Regions from separate parts of the Sus scrofa genome. Here region 1 is linked to region 2. The links are chromatin contacts, called in public HiChIP or PLAC-seq maps. All regions are on one chromosome and are shown on one strand. Each heading gives the region's core, a stretch centred on a gene start, on an enhancer-like site or on the middle of the called end of the contact. The rest is flanking DNA. Distances are from core to core; before and after follow the strand shown.

Evidence for each region. HiChIP or PLAC-seq counts read pairs in DNA pulled down with a chosen protein or histone mark.
Region 1: a contact with region 2 is called in an H3K27ac HiChIP or PLAC-seq map of alveolar macrophages. The contact joins the promoter of CCDC18 here to the promoter of DNTTIP2 in region 2. A contact is called at or near these places in 2 of 5 promoter capture datasets (fetal liver and liver) and 1 of 2 datasets of contacts at active chromatin or transcription factors (alveolar macrophages).

Annotation. Positions count from the first base shown.
Region 1 is chr4:124,006,933-124,011,892 of Sscrofa11.1, forward strand. It overlaps CCDC18 (coiled-coil domain-containing protein 18), which reads right to left and starts at 3,359. Exons shown (of 32, transcript XM_021090190.1): 1 at 3,236-3,359; 2 at 1,632-1,816; 3 at 304-439. The coding sequence starts at 437. TMED5 (transmembrane p24 trafficking protein 5) reads left to right here and starts at 2,893. Exons shown (of 4, transcript NM_001243695.1): 1 at 2,893-3,238. The coding sequence starts at 3,059.
Region 2 is chr4:123,392,862-123,397,823 of Sscrofa11.1, forward strand. It overlaps DNTTIP2 (deoxynucleotidyltransferase terminal interacting protein 2), which reads left to right and starts at 1,910. Exons shown (of 7, transcript NM_001243674.1): 1 at 1,910-1,993; 2 at 2,936-4,575. The coding sequence starts at 1,922.

The DNA of each region.
Region 1 (4,960 bases), core at 2,109-4,608, 620 kb after region 2:
TCTATGTGTTTCTGAAGCCTCTATGCTATGATTACTTAAGATTTCAAAAACAGTCATAGTAATAAAAGATTAGCCTATACAAATATTTTACACTCTGAATCCTAATGTAGTAAAGGTCCTAACATGTAAACGCCTCTCCAACACGTCTATTCTTTTCCCTAAACTGAAGAGTTACATAAAAAATTAGAGAACATTATTTCCTAATCTGGACACATCAGAAACAAAATGTAAAATAATGAAATTCAAACATTTTACATTCATTAATTAGTCATAACTCAAAATTCTATACGTAATTTTACTTACCTAGATAACTCTTCCCCTAAACTCTGCAAATTCCATTCTGTTATCTTCAGCTCATGTCTTAAGGAAGCAACATTTGCCAGCAAACTTTCTTCTTCATTGTCTTTATTGTAATAGTCTGATGAACTAGATTCCATTTCTTAAAAAAAGAAATCAATTTCTTGTACCGTGCCTGAAAGAATCTGTGGTGTCAGTTAAAATATTCTCACACTAATAAAACTTAACTCATTTTTCTATTTCAAATGTTGCAAAATATTTCATGGTAATTTAAAACAAAGTAAAACCAAACACCTAGCAACAATCAATGTCTCTATAGTGTAAAGCAATAATGGAGAATTCAATAAAATTTCAATGAATCAATTTTTCATTATAGCTCGGGTCTAGTGATCATAGTTGCCCTTTTCTAAGCACCTTTAACCTTTCTAACATTTGTGTAAACCAAGTATTTTTATTCCATGTTAAAGATAAAGAAACTAAGAAGGAAACAAATAACTTGTTCAGGGTCACACAAAGTGTAAATGGTGGAACCAAGATTTGAACCCAGGTCCAAAGATCTTTAAATTATTCTTATTAAATTCTTTTCATTTTATTACACATTAATTCCAATATAAACTGATAGAACATACATAATCAGGTTACAAATTCTATACATCTGACAAGACTGATATCACTACAGTCATTCACATTTTCTTAAAGGTAATTACCAGATAAAGGTTACCCCCTTTTCCCATTTTCTATGGCTATAAAATTTAAAAACCACACACTCATATTCACATCACAACCAGAGATCAAAATGGCATGTAGCGGGCTAACTCATAGAAACATATAAAGATAAGCTTTTGTTTCAACTGATGTTATCTCTAGGGTTGTGAAATTCCCTACTAAGTACTTGTGCACATAAAATGTGCAATAAAGTACCACATGTTATTGTTAATAATTAACGTGTAGTTATTGTGTATTAAAACATATCATTAATAATAATACAATTAAGATGAAAGTTTGATAATCTCTACTACTCCTATACATCTTTTTGCATAATCTTAAAATTACATTTCTCTTTCAGATCCCATTTACCTTTGTCATTGAAGCATCTCTTTCATCACCCTTCTAGAATTCTGACCACATCTCAAGCTCCAAAAGGTTAGGAGTCCTCTGTTATCTTGTGCAGGACTCTAAGGTGCTTAGACAAACTCAGTATTTTCAGGGAATAAATAAATGATGATCACCAAAGTGTCCTTCCTTCCCCTAACCTAGCTGAAATAATACGACAAATTGTTCCTCATTCAAAATTTCTGAGATGTAGGGAGGAAGATTAAAAAGAAAACTCTCACCTTATTAGAGGGAACTGTGGCAGAAACTTAAATGAACTGCTATTATAATCTTAGCAGAGAAAATGTTTCTCTCCTCTTTCCTCTTTGGTTTCCACAAATTTGCTTCCGCTTAAACAGACGCTCCCAAACAAAAGTCAATGGATCAGGTCCCCATGCTGCTTTTTCTTTTCAATATCTCTAGTTCCCTACAGGATAGTGAAGGTAAAAAGGGTAAAGAAAATTTGGGCAAATTCTACAATGCTATTCGATTTTATGTTTCAACTAAGTCAGGTTTATGTCCAACATCTTGTATACATTTTAATGTAAGAATTCTCTAACCCTTCTGAAGTTATCAATGAAAACGTCTGAAGTTCAAATATATTTTCGTTTTCAGACTGAGCTCTCTATTGTCTTCAAATAAAGCGTCTGCCCCCCTTCAAGTCTATCTTGGAAAAGCACATCATGCTACCTCCAGGCCTTGACGCCTTTCGGCCCAAATAACGGTGCGTTTGTGGCTATATCCACGCACACCCACGGCCCCGAAGCACAAGTGTTCACTTCACTCCCGGGATGTAAAACCAGAGACTGGGGTCGAAAAGGCTTCCCCGTTTTGCAAGGGGGCCGTGACCCGAGAGGGCACCGTGCTGTGACAAGAACGCTCAATCTGACACAAACGCGTCCTTCGTTCATCTGGAACAAGCGGAGGAAAACTCGACAGCTTGCTTTTCCATCTCTCTTCACCTAAAACACAACCCTGCAGAGCAGCAGCTCAAGCGCAAGGGCGAGGCCCAGGAGAAGCGCCTCAGGGGACCAGAGGGGAAGGAACACAACCCCCTCCGGCAGGCCGCTCGCCACCCAAGCCGCAGTTGGGAGACCCACCGACGCCGGCGCACCCGTCTGCGCTCGGAAACCTCGCCCCTCTCCCGGACCCAGAGCGTGGAACCCCCGACACTGCACGCGGGACACCAGCGAACCCCGGCGGCGTCGCGTTCGAACCGCCGCGGGAGCCGTTGGCGACGCCCCGCCGCAGCCCCGCCCCCGCGCGGGCCCCGAGGCCTGTCGGGAATTGTGGTCTGCGAGCGAGGCCGAGCTCGCTCCCTGAACTACATTTCCCACAGCTACCGCCACGACGCCCATTGGTGTGAGGGCAGCCATGGGAGGCTGCGGTCTTCTGGGAGTCAAGCGGGCCGCGCTCCCGCGGGGCTGGAGGCGCCGAGACCGAGGAGGGTGTGGAAAAGGACTGCTGGCCCCGCCCTCAGCGCCTACGCTCCCCAGGCCGGCGCTTCCTCGTCCGAGGAGCACGCCTCCACCGCGGCCGGCTCCCGGACCTCCTTCAGGCTCCAGCTTTCCCCGCCGCCCACGAGGAGCCCGGGGAGGCGAAGCGGGGCGCAGGCGTCACTAGCCCACCCTTCCCACGCCTCTTCCGGCCCGAGACCGCCCCGGCAGGCATGGGCGACAAGATCCGGCTGCCCTTCCCGGGGGTCCTCTGGGCCGCTCTGCTGCTGCCCGCGGCGGCCGGCTTCACGCCCTCCTTGGACAGCGACTTCACGTTCACCCTTCCCGCCGGCCAGAAGGAGTGTTTCTACCAGCCCATGCCCCTGAAGGCCTCGCTGGAGATCGAGTACCAAGTAGGTGCAGAGGGCAGCCAGCCTCCTTCCGTTCGCCCCGCCGCACGTCGTCGCCTCTCACCGGCGTAGGAAGCCGGGGAGCCGCGGGGGGTGAGGCGAGGGCCGCGGGGGGAGCCGGGCAGCTCTGCGCAGGCGCGGAGGCGAGGTCCTGGCCGCGCCGGGGACCGGGAAGTTAGGCGGGACCTAGAATCGACTCCCGCCCTCTCCCCTTTCCTCCGGTCGGAAGGAGGCCAGCCCCGGTGATGTCGGCGGTTTTTCTTTGTGTTTTATAATTCACCTGAGGTTTTTCTAGCCAGTACACGCTCCAGTACGGCGGATTTCACAATACAGGTCTAATACACGTTCTTCTTAATCATTGGACGAGACGATGACACTTTTTTAATCACTTCCACCATCCTCACCCAAATCCGGCTTTGTGAGTCTACGCTGTCATTACTTCTTCAAGGATTTTTGAATTGTGACCCTGTGATTTTTCACTAAATCTTATTTGAGGATATTTTGAAAGGAGTTACTGATGTGTTTAATGGTACATTGCCTTCTCCGTTATATAACCATCATTTAAAAACCAAATAGGATCTAATTGTTTATTAGAACTTTATAACTTTTCGTCAGCATTCTAAGCGTTTCTCCCATATTGTTTTCTTTTTAGTGTCTACATAATGTTACAGGGAGTTACCTTAATCTATGTAGTCATTCTGGTAGAGGGTACTTTCTTAGGAGAAATCTTGTTAGCTCCAGTACAGCTGATTTCGATGTTTCTAGGTAGCACTGGAAAAAAAAAAACAAAAAAAAAAAACAGCAGCCTTGGTGTAGTTCATCTTTCAATTTTTATACAGGCTACCTAATTTTTAATGTTAATTTTCTATGGTTGATATAGAGAATCTTTCAGTAACAGATATTGTCACATGTAGAGTTTTTAAAAGTTATTTAGAATTTTCATCAGAAGGAACTTTAGAATTAGATTATTTATATATAGATGTATAAGGTAGGCATAGAGAGTAAAGTATCTAAAGTCACATAGTTAGCAAAACGGGCTGGAACTCAACATTTCTTGATTTCCAGTCCAGTTGAAAAGTTAATTTACTGAACTTTACATGTTACCCTGTGCCAGTAACGAGTGAATGGAGGCACGGACACAGGGGAGGGGACAAAAGAAAGATCCCTTTTCAAGGATCTTAATATTTAAGGGTTACTGGTTCATAAACAAGTAGTATCAATAAGGTATGGTATAGCTGCTGTGGGAGGAGGGCTTCTTCTCTGGGGTTTCAGAAAAGGTTTCCTGAAGAAGAATAAATTTGAATTTAGAAAGATGCTTAAGTGAAGCAGGAATGCAAGAAAGAAGGGGCATTTCAAGAAAAGGAACAGAAGGAAGAGAGAGTTCTGAAAATGCATAGTGTGAGTGTTTTAGCAGTGGGCAATATGTAGTGGACACTACAAGTGTTGAGTTTTTGTTGGACCTTTAAGACTGTAAAGTCTAGGGTGGGAGTAGAAGAAAAAGGTTGAAGAGGTTAGGAGGCTAGATCATGGCTCATAAATCTTAAGCTTGTGCACCATACTAAGTAGCTTTGACCTTGTTCTACATAAGGGCCATTGAGGATTAGGCAGCGTGCTAACAGTAAAAAATGTTTTACAGTTGGAGGATAGATTTAAGGAGCAGTGTTAGAGGTAAGGAAACCAACTATGGGGTTAGATAAATAGTCTAGATGAGAAAACAATTTTAAT
Region 2 (4,962 bases), core at 660-3,159:
CTTGGTTTTGCTCCTTATCAATTCCCCATAAAATCCATCTAAAGTTTTTTCATCCTTCTGAGCAGATGAATCACCTACTTAGAGACTGATGGCATCTACCTCAAATCCTCTCCTCACCACTTAAATTTCCCTGCATTTACATTCTCTCTGCTTCAGCTATCAACCCTTCCCCCTTGCCTCAAAGGAAAGAGCATTCTTCTGTAGCTAATCCCCACAGCCCAATTTTTTATTCCATTCTTTAGCTCAGATTAGGCTCGCCTGCAGGACATAAGACTGCCCCCAAATAACAGTGGTTTAAAAAGAGGTGTTTCTATTGATGAAAATCTTTTAAATTAGGCCATTTAGGACTGATAGCTGTGCAACAAATCAGGAATCCATGTCTTTTTGTCACTGCTCTGCTAACCTTAAAGCATGGCCCTAATCTTCATGGCACAAGACTGCTGCTTGAAAACCAGGAGACACAACTTCCTAGGGAGTGAAATGATGCTAAAGAAGGCAAGGAGGACCTCCTCTCTTTTAAGATGTCCCTAAAGAACTAAACAACACTTAATCGATCTGTAATTAGCCAAAACTTAGCCATATCTGGCTGCCAAGGGCAACTATTTAGCTGAATGGCAATGTGCCCACTGAAAATTCTATACTTTCTAACTTAAAAAAAAAAAGTTTTCTGTTCTAAAGTAAAGGAAAAAAGATTTTATGAGGCACTCATTCTTTCTCACCTCCAACATGTTTACTTACTTCTTCAATCCCCCCCCCCTTTTTTTTGTCTTTTCTAGGGCCACTCCCAGGCTAGGGGTCTTATCGGAGCTGTATCCACCGGCCTACACCAGAGCCACAGCAACGCGGGATCCGAGCCGCGTCTGCGACCTACACCACAGCTCACGGCAACGCCGGATCCTTAACCCACTGGATCCTTAACCCACTGAGCGAGGCCAGGGATCGAACCCTCAATCTCATGGTTTCTAGTCAGATTCGCTAACCATTGAGCCACCACGGGAACTCCATTCAATCCCTTTTCATTACCCTCAAACATATTCTAGCTTTTCACCCTTCACGTCAAAGAAAAATAAAAAAGCTTCTCTTGGAGTTCCCCTTGTGGGGCAGCGGAAATGAATCTGACAAAGGAACCATGAGGTTTCGGGTTCCATCCCTGGCCTCGCCCCGAGAGTTAAGGATCCTGCGTTGCCCTGAGCTGTGGTGTAGGCCGGCAGGTGTAGCTCAGATTCCACCCGTAGCCTCGGAACCTCCATATGCACGGGTGCGGCCCTAAAAAAGACCAAAGACAAAAAAGGAAAACAAAACAAAACAAAACCTTCTCTTGATTCTGATCATTCTTTCCCTATCACCACAAAAACTTTTTTTTTAAAATCGCTCTACAACTTAACCTTTTATTCTGCTTATTCCCAATTCCTACTCACCATCTCACCTTTAATTATATAGCTCCCTAATTAGTCTCCGAGTTCCTGGGTATTTAACATATACATCTTTTACCCCAACCAAGTCTTTAAATTGTATTTCTTTTATATTTAACTTCACAAGTAATACAAGAGTATACTTTAAAAAAAAAAAAAAAAGGTATTATAAATAATGCAAACGTATCCTTCGGCCATGCCCGTGGCTACACCTAGACTTTGCCGAATGAGAGGATGGACGGAGTGGGCCAGAAGGTGCTATTTTCCAATTCGTTCGTGTCAAACAGGAACGAGGGCCCTAAGCCACCGCGAGTTTCACCGCCCGCACGAAGGTCTGTCCCGAGTCCTTGGGGATCCCCGGGTTCCCCGATCGCCTCAGCCTAGTCGGAAGGGCAGAGGTGCTACGAGATTGCCCCCGAGTTCCTGGAGTCTCGCGGGAAGACGCGAGCGAGGCGCACCTCTGACGCACTTCCGGGGCGCCGGAGCCGCGGGGGCCGCGCGCCGGGAAGATGGTGGTCACCAGGTCTGCGCGGCCTCAGGCCGGGCTCCAAGCCACGTCAGCTGAAAGCTCCCAACCGAAGGTAAGAGATCGCACGGCTCCCTCATTTCTCCTCGCTGCCTCGCAGAGCGGTGCTCGGGGGGGGGGGGGCGGCGCAGGGGGCCCGCCAAGCGTGGGGAGGAGCGACCGAAGGGGCCCGAGCTGGCAGCGCGCGTCTGCTGACCGGGCCGGGCGCTGAGCATGGCACTTCATTTTAGGTCTCACTAAGGTCTTGAAGGCAATGCATGGCCTGATTCCATAGAGAGGTTGGGTAACTTGCTTTGGGTAGTTTAGCTCAGTAATACAGCTGTACAGCTCAGGCCTTTTAACCTTACTGCTAGCAGCGTGCCAAGGAGGATTCGTTTAAGCCACCAAGCGTGAGCCTAATTAGTTGGATTGGAGAAGGCACCGTTTTCACGGAAGAAAGCTGGCCGTGCCCCCACAGTACCTCCTTTAGGCGTGGGGAGGGCTGCGGTGACGTCACCTGGTGACTCAGTGACGCTGGTCTTTCGCAGCTTCTGATGCTGCGATGAAGGGAAGGCTACATTAATTCACTTCACTATGAAAAGGTAAGAGCAGCCACCGATTCCATCGATGTGTGTTCCTAAACACATCTTTAATCAGAGTTAAAATCCCCTTTCTTCCCTCTTTCCCTGTATGTGTCGGAATGTAGGTCCACCTAGCATTAGGTGACTTTGAATGGAAAAAATTTTCTCTTTTTCAGTTGTTTTGTTTCCTAAAGTCAGATCCAGGACTTAGGTGATGCTAGAGAGGCAGGGCCTACAAATGCAGAGTCAGATTTAGTATTTAGGTATTGTTTGGGTTTTTTTAGTTGTGCGTGGTGCTGGTGGTTATTACTGTTTGGCATTAATCTTGCTGAGTTTTTTAGTGTCCTCTTGAAATCTGCTTCTGAGGGGAGTGCCTCACTCACTTTGCTCTTGTCCCAGCCCTTCCCAAATTACAGTGTATTTTCACTGGCTTACAGGATTCTGCAAAAAGAATTCAAGCACATCCAAAAGGCAGGAAGGAGTCTCCATCTGATGACCCAAGTACTGCTGAATCACAGACCACTAAGAAACAAAGTCCAGCTCCTTCAGCCAGGAAGAGGAAGAGCAGAACTACAGGCTCATTACCAGAAATGAACAAACCTACTGATGGAGAGATCTCTGAAGCAGAGTCAACTTGTTCTTCTGTGTCCGAGGTCCAGGATCCCATTTTCAGAATAACCAGGAGAAGGCAGATCTTAGTTACAGGCACCCCAGTTTCCAGTGTAAGGAAAAGACCGAAAGTAACTCCAGTAAATGAGTCTCATACTGAGGAAGAAGTCTCTGAAGCAGAATCTCATGCGTCAGGTATTTCTAGAATTGTGCGTCCCACAGTGATAGCTACACAAACCAGAGGAAGCAAGGCTAAGTCCCTAACAGGTCCAAGCCAAGAATCATACATGGAAGCTGTTTCTGATGCTGAGTCATCATGCTCAGAGGTTTCTTCCTTTTCTGGAATTGCAGCGAGGAGGACAACAAGGAGTATGCAGAGGAGATTACAGGCACAAACTGAGGAGAATGATACTATGATTGTAGCAGGAAATGAAAAGCAAGGCGTAGATACACCTGTGAATTCCAAGGATTCAGAAACCAGACGAACTTCTTGTCGTTTACTAGCAAGGTCGCTTTCTCAGATCAATAAGCCGAATCTCTATAATAATGAAATTTATAATGACCTTGATGAGGATCCCTTCTTCGGAAATTCAGGAAAAACATTAATTGCACAAAAACACCCAAGTGTTAATATAAATGAGGAAGAACAGGAAAACGTTTCACCTCTCAAACACATAACAAAGCGGAATTGTGAGAGTTCAGATGAAGAAGCCAAAGAACCAATAGATGAGGGAAAAGAAATTAATGAGAAAGATTCTCAGTTGAATCTTCCTGAACTGCAGGACACCAGCCTTCAGCAGTTAGTTTCTCAAAGGCATTCCACCCCCGAAAATAACAAAACCACATCAGAGCCCTCAAATCTGAACTGTGAGGCTGTAATGAAATCATTAGCTCACACATTTGCAGTTGTGGAAGTGGACAGATGCGATGAAGGAAGAAAGAGCACCATAAAAACAAGCGACTGGACAGAACTTGGTGGCGGTGATGAAGAGTGCACAGTTACAGGTGACAGCCAAGACATGGACGAAGAAAGGGATGTGGATTTTGAGTGTGATGCCAAACTGCGTAATCCTGAACTCAACGCATCTCAGGATAAAGATGATTCGGTTTTATTAGTTCTCAGCAGTGATGAAAGCCAGCAGTCGGAAAGCAGTGAGGATGAAGAGGACACTATCTGTTTTGTTGAAAATAGTGGTCAAAAGGAATCATTAAATGGAGACTCAGAAACTACATCACATGGCAGTGCTTTGTTTGTAATTGACACAACTCCTGGATTGAGTGCTGATAAAAATTTTTACCTGAATGAAGAAGACAAGGCCAGTGAGGTTGTCACTGAGGAAGAAGAGGAGGAGGAGGAAGATGAGGAGGAAGAGGAAGAAAGTGAAGAAGAACCATCAGACCACGACAGAAATAAAGATAATGAGTTTAGTGATGAAGACAACTTACTAAATAGCACAAAATCTAAACTGTAAGTTTTCTTTTTTATTTATTTATTTATTTATTTTTGGTCTTTTTACCTTTTCTAGGGCCGCTCCCATGGCACACGGAGGTTCCCAGGCTAGGGGTCCAATCGGAGCTGCAGCCACCAGCCTACTCCAGAGCCACAGCAACGCTGGATCCGAGCCGTGTCTGCAACCCACACCACAGCTCACGGCAACGCCGGATGGTTAACCCACTGAGCAAGGCCAGGGACTGAACCCGCAACCTCATGGTTCCTAGTCGGATTCGTCAACCACTGCGCCACGACGGGAACTCCAGTTTTCATTTTTAAAAGTAAGTTTTTGATAACATTTCAAGTAGCTAACTTACCATAAAAATATTACAAAGCATGGGAATTGAAAAAATTACTGCTTTG